Linked DNA regions of Sus scrofa: region 2 is linked to region 1. Evidence: chromatin contacts called from public HiChIP or PLAC-seq data. All regions are on one chromosome and are shown on one strand. The core of a region is the stretch at or near the end of the contact, and the rest is flanking DNA. Distances in the headings are between cores, read along the strand shown. Region 1 overlaps BMS1 (ribosome biogenesis protein BMS1 homolog). Region 2 overlaps RET (proto-oncogene tyrosine-protein kinase receptor Ret).

Region 1 (4,676 bases), core at 646-3,145:
TTTTCAAATGCATTGTTAAGCTGTGAATGAAATAATGGAAGTTCTCAGAGGCCAAAATCTGAATGAAAATGATATTTGAGACAGGAACAGAGAACTTAAAAAAGACTAGGAGTTCCTGCTGTGGCACAGTGAGTTAAGGATCTGGTGTTGCTGCAGCTGTGGTGAGGAACTCTGTCACTCAGTCACTCAGAGTTGGTCTCTGGCCCAGGAAATCTCCACATGTCACAGATGGGCCCGAAAAAAAGGAGAAAAAAATACTAGGAGTGCCTGGCGGTTCAGCAGGTTAAGGATCACAGCAGTGGTGTCACTGCTGTGGTTCTGGTTACTGCAATGGGGCGGATACAATCCCTGGCCCAGGAACTTGTACATGCTGCAGATGCAGCCAAAAAAAAACCCCCCACCGATGAGGCCAACTACTGGAAACGATGTGGAACAGCTAGAAAACTAATAAGCTGTTGGAGCCTAACCTGGTATGAGCTCTGAATACTACAACCATCACACACTGCTGTTGAACACATGTACCCTGGCAATCCCACCCACAAGGATCTACATAACAGAAGTGTGTGCACATGTATGCCAAACAAGTTGCATATAACTGTTCAGGGCAGCTCTCATGATAGCCTAAACCTGGAAATACTGTCCCTTGATGGATAAACTGACACTGTCATACAATGAAATTCTACTCAACAATAACAAAAAATAAATGTCTGCTATATACTAGAACATGAATGAATCTCATAATACTGAAGGAAAGAAATCAGGCAAAATACTATATATTTTATAAAACTCAAAAAAAGGTGGAAGGAATTTACACGTCAGGAACTAAGATGATGGCTGGTTTGAAATGGAGGTGGGATAGTGAGTGACTGACTGGGAGAGGTCACAAGAGGGCTTCTTTTGTGCTAGTAATTCTCTTGCTTGATCCAGGTGATGGCAACTTTTATGTACTAAAATTCATTGAGTTGTATATACTTTTGATTTGTGTGTGAATTTCTGTATGTTAACATTTCAATAAAAAGCTTATTAAAACTTTCAAGAAAACACATACTTCCACATTGTTTCAATAAGAATTAGCACATTAATGTTTTTAAAAGTAATATGTGTATATGGTACAAAAAAAATAGTCTGAGGTGAAGACCACCACTTTTCCTGTGTTCCTTCCAAAATAGTCTACGAATATACGACATGTTTATTCAAATTTAATGTTAGACTTTCTACTTGAAAATTCAAACCATGAGAATATTACAGCATATCTTCTGGATGACACTATCTATAGAGCACATGTGTGACTATACCTTATACAGAGAATCTTTGTTGGGTTTTAGTTTGATGCCATGGACAAGCCGGAGTTGACCAGTTGTCCGCATTCCTGACCAGGTGTCTTTCTCACCAACTGGTTTCAACAAAGATGTTACAGGGTTATAGAAGGCTGGAACGGAGACAGGATACCAAGTTCTCATGAAGACAATATCTGGAAAGAGAAGAAATTTACATTAACACTTTCTTCCCTCCCACCCCTTTTAAGGCCACATCTGCAGCATATGGAAGTTCCCAGGCTAGGGGTTGAATTGGAGCTGTAGCTGCCGGCCTATGCCACAGCCCTAGCAACTCGGGTGCAGTTTTCGGCAACGCCGTATCCTTAACCCACTGAGCAAGGCCAGGCGTCAAACCCACATCCCTATGGATACTAATTGGGTTCTTAACCCACTCAGCCACAATGGGAGCTCCATATTAACATTTTCAAAAGATTCATATTCATCTCAGTAAATAAGAGAACAAAATACTGACCCCAAACTTCTCCAGCTAGATGCAAAGTATTTGAAGAGAGACTTTGCCCAGTGAACTACTCTTTCATTGGGTGTGTCAATCATATCCACACCCATAAAACTTTCACTGGGTGAATCACATGGCTCTAGACACAGCATGACTTGGCATAATACCCAAGATGCTCCAACTAGGGAGAGCTATAGCTGACTCCTGTTTCTAAAGACTTAAAACTGCCACCTGTACTTCATACTGGCTAGAAGCCAATAGTGAATGGTAACACAACGTTAAAAACACACCACAAAGGATATTTACCACTCATCAGCAATTTATCCTCAAAGGTGGCCCGGAAAGCTCCTTCTGGAGCCCTGAGTGCCTTCTTGATCTGTCCCCTTATTCCACTGACAGTTCGAATCACAGCACCTTCAAATTTGGCCACTTCCAAGGCAGAATTAAACATTCCCTATAAGTATATATATAAAAGAAAACAAATATACATACAAAGTTAGATATTTTACCTCTCAGTTCATAAATATATCCTTGGTTAAAAAACAAAAAAAATAATTCATTGGAATTACTAGGTCAAAAGGAATACAATTCTATTTTCCCTCAAATAAAATATTAATCAAGATTCTATTGTAGGCACTAACATGCTCATCACTACCTTTGTAGAAAAGAAGATCAAAAAGATATTTATTGGACTGAAGTGGCCCCGATGGCCTTTGCCATCATCTCACAAAGCTGGACTACAGCTCTTATCCTATTACTTAGGTGTACACACTCAGAAAATAAAGAGAGCTGGATAAATGCTGATGGTAGTATTCCCTTATAAGAACATTTCGTGATCGATCATCTTAACTCTGTGTTTTTAATGGAAACATCCCCTGCTAAAGAAATTTTCAGTAGGTGTTGCCCAAACTACCCTTCTATGATATACTGCATTAACAGAGTGTCCATTTCTCTGTACCCTTGCCAACAAGTACTTCTGCAAATTGCTTTGTCTATTTTTCTAATGATCTGTTTGAAAATGCTATGATTTTCCCCTCTCTTAATACAAACCGAAAAGGTAGGAAACAAAACCCAGTGAATAGGATTACATATTTTCAATATTAGCTCTGCAACAGCCTCATATGGGAGTAAAAAGTAATAGCCTCAATCACCAAATATCTCTATTTTACTTCACCTAAAGATTTCTGAACATATTAAGTAACACAGAGACTAATATATAGAAGTAAACTAAAAATATCAAAGACTAAGATTATGAAAGATTTCAAGCACTTTTCAGACTTATCTCTTAGACCTATATTAGAATTCATTACTCCTTTAACAACATATTAAATACGTGAATACACAGATATACAGACCTTAATGAATGAAGTGTTCTTGAAAATTTTATATGGAAAGCCAGTTAGCTTTAATTTCTTCACAATTTTTATAGATTTATCCAGATCAAGGACAACTCCTGTGGCAGCTATCCGGAAATCAGGCTAAAAAGGAATCCCCAAAATCTGATACAGGAATACTATCAGCAGGAGAAAAACTTATTTCTCTCTAATGCAATAAATTACCAAAGTGCATTTCACTTACAATCACATAAGAAAAATGAGAATATCTGAACATGCAAAACAGTATTTTAACAAAATCTATTTGATAGTATAATACTGTAATACTATTATACTATACTACTGTCTGAGGGTGATTTCATAGTAACACAGTTTCACAATGATGCATGAATGAAAAGGAATATGAAAATCTGGTTACAATGTTTGAGAAATTAAATTTTAGACATTCAGGGTGGATTCCAATTGCTCATTATTCAGTTTTCTGTTAAATGGAGCCAATAAAACCTGCTCTGATTGGTCAAATGAAGACTGTGTGAACATACTTTGCTAAACCAGCATTACTGGTGGTAGTCTTATGTCTAGTAGTACCTGATGTATATACCACAACTTAGCAGAGTGCTAAGCTCATAGTGAGCACTGCTAAAATATTTTTAGCATGTCCATAAAAACATAAAAATACAGAAATGTCATCAGTACCATTAAAATTCTTTTACTTCCTTCTTCTCCACTCCCATACTTTACTTAAAAAGACGTACGAATATTGAAAGCAAAGAGAAGTTTACTACAAATACTAAAAATGAGTAATTTTCAACTTAAAGTTTCAGGTACATATTCCATATTCAAGACATATTTCTGAAACTCAGTCTATAAAATAAAACATCCAAGATAGTTACCATTATGCCACTGACAGACTGTATTGCCAAGAACCCAGTACCCTGTGGAGTGATAGGACCTTAAAGAAAAAAAAAAAAAAAAAAAAGAAAGAAATACATTGAACCATACATTCTGGATTCCATTTTATATATAGACTCCAATCCAAAAAAGAAAAATCTTATGAACTGGGATTTCATAAAAGGAAAAAAGCAAAACTATAATGATAAAAGCTTAAAAGGTTTAGGAGTTCCTGTCGTGGCTCAGCGGTAAGGAACCCGACTAGTATCCATAAGATGCAGTTTTGACCCCTGGCCCTGCTCAGTGGGTTAGGGATCTGGTTGCCGTGAGCTGCAGTGTAGGTTGACTGTTACAGCTCTGATTTGACCCCTAACCTGGGAACTTCCGTATGCCACAGGTATAGCTCTAAAAAGACCAAAAAAAAAAAGAAAGAAAGAAAGAAAGAAAGAAAAGAAGAGCCTTAAATTAACCTACGAGCAAGTTTATTCTAATTCCTTTTTACCCCAAAAGGTTGCTCCACAATGCATGTGCTGTGGGGTGTATTTCAGAAGCCTCTGTCTTCCATTGTGGTCTTCAATATAATAAAGCGGGATAGTCTGGAACCGCCTCCACCCAACAGAAAAAATGATTGGATCTCGGGACTTGAGGATTTTTTTATACCAACGATGTTTCTTCAGA
Region 2 (4,676 bases), core at 650-3,149, 210 kb before region 1:
GCTGTGGCCACCTGGGCTTAGCCCTGAAGGTGGGTGCATTCCCAGAGCAGACAGGACAACCAACTCAGAACCTTCCAACTCTAGGACACGGAGCTGCCATTGGACATCAACACGCTCCTGCCACCTTAGCAGAGTTGTCGGGAGTTGGGGTAAAGGCAATAATCCCTGGGCACTTGGCACCTGGCAGGTGGCAAAGTAGATGCCAGGGCCCAGAGGAAGGCCTCAGGTGATGACATATGTGTTGGCAGGAGCAGTGAGCCCCAGAGGGGTCAGCATGGGGGATGCCAGGGGGTCCTTGGGACAGTTCAGGGAGAGAGGGGAGCCTGTGGGCACCACCAAAGTGGCTGAGGCAAGCCCAGCAGAAATAAGGAAGGGCAGGGGTGGGGGTGGAAGGGGAAGCTGTCTGGGGCCCAGGGGGCCAGGACAGGTGTGTGTGTGTGTGTGTGTGTGTGTGTGTGTGTGTGTGTGTGTGTGTGGTGTGCGTGTGCGCGCGCGCGCGCGCAGGGTGCTGCCCTGCCCAAGAGTGGGCTGCCGGTTAACCCTAGGGGGCCCATCCAGGCCACGCCTGGCCTCTTACTGTAGTCATGTATGGTGGCCCGCACAAAGCTGCCGTTGACCTGGGCCAAGGTCTCGTTGGGCAAGTGCTCTACTCGGAAGGTCTGGAGGGCCCAGGTGTCCCTGGAGAGCAGTGTGTTCGTGTACCGGCGCAGGAGCTCCCCAGATGCTGGCACCACATCTGCATCGAAGACACGCAGCGTGGCCACCACAGTGCCCTGCAGAGATGAGGGAGTGCCAGTTAGAGTCCCTAAAGCCAGAGACCATGGAGGGAGGGAGCAGGTGCCCCACAGGTGGACCAAGTGTGCAGTCAGAGCTGGCTCTAGGGACAGACTCACTTGGGTTCACCCTTCCTGGGCCACTGCACCTCACCTGTGCAGAAGATGTGCTAGGCATCTACAGATCTTCCGGAAGAATGGATTAGAGCAGATGCCCTGGTGCTCCACTCAAGATCTCATCCAGGTCCCCAGAGAACACAGCGGGCACCCCCACTCTCCCCTGAGGACACCAGGCACCACAGGGTGGGCGAGTTAGCTCAGAGTCACACAGTGATAGTATCAGAGCTGGGGTACAAGCCCAGGTGTCCAAGCATCTTCTGTACACCAGGCTGGAGGAGATCATGAGGAAGGTTCTGAGCAAAGTCAAAGGCATCTCTGCTCTCACTGCTAACCAAGGCTCCCCAATGTCACCACAAGGCGGTCCTGCCAGGTTTGTGAGACATTTCCTTAAAATGGGTTTGCCTACCACCCACCTGCCAAACCTGCCCTGAGGTGCGGAGAGAAGCAGGCAATGACGACATAGGTCCCCATTCTCCCCTCACTCCACCGGCCTGCCGGCTGCAGGATGGGCCGAGGCCCAGTAGGTGGCAGTCATGCTCCACCTCAGTGAACCAGAGAAGGGCTGGGCCGGGCTGGGCCAGGCAGGGAGATCGCGGTGGGATCCACCATTCAGGCTTTCTTCACTGCCTGGGAACCACCTCCTGACCCCAAAAGTCAAACCCTTGAGCGGCTGACAACCCGGGGAAGGCGGTGCCCTCCTGGCAAATGTCCCCTTCCCCTCCTCCGGGCAGCGCGCCCCGCCCGCGCAGGGGCACATGTGCGCCCCTCAGATGTGAGTCCGGCACAGGCTGGGAACCCAGCCGCCCTACCCTGCAACCCCCTCCCCCCAAGCAGGGTCAGCTGGGTGCTGGCGGGCCTAGTCTCCTTTTTTCTCCTCAGCTATCCCAGAGGGCAACAGAAAATCCCACAGACTGAAAGACAAACGAATGACAAGTAACTACATGGCTGGTCAGCCACATGTCTGGCTAGGAGTCAATGGCGGAGGGAGGAACTTAGACACGAAGAGAGAGAACCGACACCGGACAAGCACCCGGGGGCGGGGAACAGGCACCTCCTTCCGCTTGAACTCCACCACTGCGCTGGCAGTGTCGATGCCCCCGAGGAAGGTGGGCGCACAGTCGTCCTCGTCGTACACCGTCACGGGGAAGGGCACCATCACCTCCTCCTCGCGTGCGCCCACACGCACAGTGCACGCGGCCACCAGCTCATACTTCTCCCGCTGCTCACGGTCCAGGGCCCAGCGCGTGCTCACCTCCAGGCTGTCGGCGGCGCAGCGGAAGGGCTGACTCTCACCTGAGCACCAAACACACCAGAAACCCCGGGAATGACTCCCGGGTTGGGGAAAGGCTGAGCTGCCTCCCCCTGGTGCCTACTGGGAGAGGCGCACGGGAATGGGCTCTGCGAACAGAGCTGGGCGGCAGCAGCCCCCTGTTGTTTATGGTTGCACTACCCCCTCCACCGCCCTGACGCTCCTCCTCAGCTCCACCGTGGGGCATAGCGCTCCAAGCACAATTAGCAGTGAATTGTGCCCTAAGCTTCCACGGTGGTTGCAGCGTCACTGGTGCTCATGGAGAAGGGTGGGGACCAGGAAGCCTGCATCAGGTCCTCATCCTGACTACCCTGGGAGGGCTGGGCACACCCCTCTACCCACCTTGCCTCTGCTATGGGAAGGGCTGGCACCAGCTCAGCTGGACTGCAGGCCCAGATTGTCAGCTCCCACCATTTGCTGGTTTTTGAAAAAAAGTTAGGAATTTTTTTTTCTTTTTTTTTAATTATGGAAGCAATGTGTGCTCATTTTAGATAATGGGAAGAATAAAGCCACAATTTCACCACTGGAAGACAAACACAGTGGACATTCAGGGTCTGTTTACATTGCCATACAAGTATTTCTGACTGCCTGGTTTGAATTGCTACCCTATCCACACTCTGACTGCGTGGCCTGAGTTTGGTCGTTCTGTCTCTCTGTGCCTCAGCACCCCACAGCCAACCATGCGGGGGAGGGGGGGGGTCACAACAGAGCCATACATTACATGTGAATTACACATGTGGGAAATGCTTATCATATAATGCTTCCCTCTATTGTTTATGGTTACACTCCCCCCACGCCCTGCCGGCCCTGCCGCTCAACAAAATCAAAATTTAATCATGGGCTGTTTTAGCAAAAAGGGGCAGCATGCTAAACCATATGCTTTGCTGGCAATCTTGTACAAAGACACCACTCCCTGTGCAGGGCAAATGGAAGGATGCTGGGGGAGTGTGAGTGACCCTTTACTTACTTTATTGAGATTTTCTTTAACATTATTACCGTGTGTGTGCCCTCAGCCTGGTGTGAATCCAGGTTCTACTTACTAGTGGTCCAGCTACTGAGTGTCCCTTTTCAGTCCCAGTTCCTTGCCTTTAAGTGGTTTAACGCTCACCTCCATTGGAATCCAACCCCTTCTCCCCCATGCCAGCTCCTGGCCTCCCCAGGGCCATCGTGTGGCAGGGCCATCAGGTGGCAAGGGTAGGTGTCCTTGCAGCTGCCCAGGCAGAATCCTGGAACCATGTTTGGTTCCCTCTTTCTTCCAGCACCTCACATCCAACTCACCAGGAAAACCTGCTGGATCTTCCTTTGAAACACACTCAGAATCTGCATGCCTCTTGTTTGCCCCAAGGCTTCCACCCTCACCCCAGTCCTCATCCTCTCATTCAAGGATTTCTCCTGCCTCTTGATTGTTTCCTGGCTTCCCCCCTCAACCCACTGTGAACCATCTCTCTCTCTCTCTCTTTTTTTTTAGGGCCAAACCTGTGCATATGGAAATTCCCAGGCTAGGGGTCAAACCGGAGCTACCGCTGCTGGCCTACACCACAGCCATAGCAACTCAAGCTCTGAGCCTCGTCTGCAACCTACACCACAGTTCACAGCAACACCAGATCCCCTAACCCACTGAGCAAAGCCAGGGGTCAAGTCTGCATCCTCATGGATACTAGTTGGGTTCAGACTCGTTTCCTCTGTGCCACAACAGGAACTCAGCTGAACCATTTCTAATACAGCAGCCAGACTAATCTTTTAAAGTTAAATCAGGTCCTATCAAGGACCCCCTCAGACGTCTTCCATGATTCCCCATTCCTTCAAGGGGAAGCCCAGCCTCCTTCCCAGGAACTTCTCTGCCCTCAGCAGCTTCCACATAGCCATCATTCAGTCCTCCAGCTACACAGGGGGTCTCACCTCCATGCTCTCAAAGCAGTTCACCCTGCTTGCCTGGTACCCTCGGTCTCTGCTCCAGTGCCCCTTTCTCAGCCACCTGATCTGAGATGGGGTCCCCCCTGCTCCATGCCCTCCCCCTGGTCCCTTCAGAGGCCACCCAAGTTCCCTAGTATGAGTGTTCCCAGGAATCAAAGCTCTAGGCAGGCAGGATTTTGGCCTGATTTGTTCCCCTAGAACAGTGCCTACCCATGGCGGGCACACACTAGAGCCTCATGGACTTCTGAATGAATGGATGATGTGGTGGTGGAGACTAGAATGGATGGCTCGTATGGCAAGACCACAGTCTGTGGCACTGAGGGACAGCTCCACGTGGCCGGCACTCACCTCCCAGGAGGCTGTAGGCTACACTGACGTTGGGGCAGAGGAACTGTACAGGCAGCAGGCGGAATTGGTGGAAGGTTCCAGGAGGCCTATTCTCCCGAATGCGGAAGGACAGGCTTGCCTCGGGAAGCAGAGATCCCGGGGTTTGAGGGCTCCACAAGCCGGGAAGGAAGCATTGATGAAGGAGAAGTACACTCGGGCACAGCCTGGCCACT

What was found. HiChIP or PLAC-seq counts read pairs in DNA pulled down with a chosen protein or histone mark.
Region 2: an H3K27ac HiChIP or PLAC-seq map of alveolar macrophages shows a contact between it and region 1. The contact joins two enhancer-like sites. A contact is called at or near these places in 2 of 5 promoter capture datasets (fetal skeletal muscle and liver), 31 of 47 Hi-C or Micro-C datasets (adipose tissue, alveolar macrophages, blood and 17 more) and 2 of 2 datasets of contacts at active chromatin or transcription factors (alveolar macrophages and skeletal muscle).

The regions. Positions count from the first base shown.
Region 1 is chr14:61,118,855-61,123,530 of Sscrofa11.1, reverse strand. It overlaps BMS1 (ribosome biogenesis protein BMS1 homolog), which reads right to left. Exons shown (of 24, transcript XM_005670994.3): 18 at 4,501-4,676; 19 at 4,001-4,059; 20 at 3,129-3,251; 21 at 2,080-2,227; 22 at 1,296-1,471. Among named protein-coding and RNA genes, the nearest start is that of BMS1, 65 kb to the right of the region's middle. Within about 2 kb of position 1,895, at least 4 of the 83 cell types and tissues checked have an H3K27ac peak or open chromatin away from gene starts, as enhancers often do. A contact at or near this core is called in alveolar macrophages, where this site is marked.
Region 2 is chr14:61,333,349-61,338,024 of Sscrofa11.1, reverse strand. It overlaps RET (proto-oncogene tyrosine-protein kinase receptor Ret), which reads right to left. Exons shown (of 22, transcript XM_021072832.1): 3 at 4,578-4,676; 4 at 4,465-4,575; 5 at 1,945-2,186; 6 at 578-773. Among named protein-coding and RNA genes, the nearest start is that of RET, 30 kb to the right of the region's middle. Within about 2 kb of position 1,899, at least 11 of the 83 cell types and tissues checked have an H3K27ac peak or open chromatin away from gene starts, as enhancers often do. A contact at or near this core is called in alveolar macrophages, where this site is marked.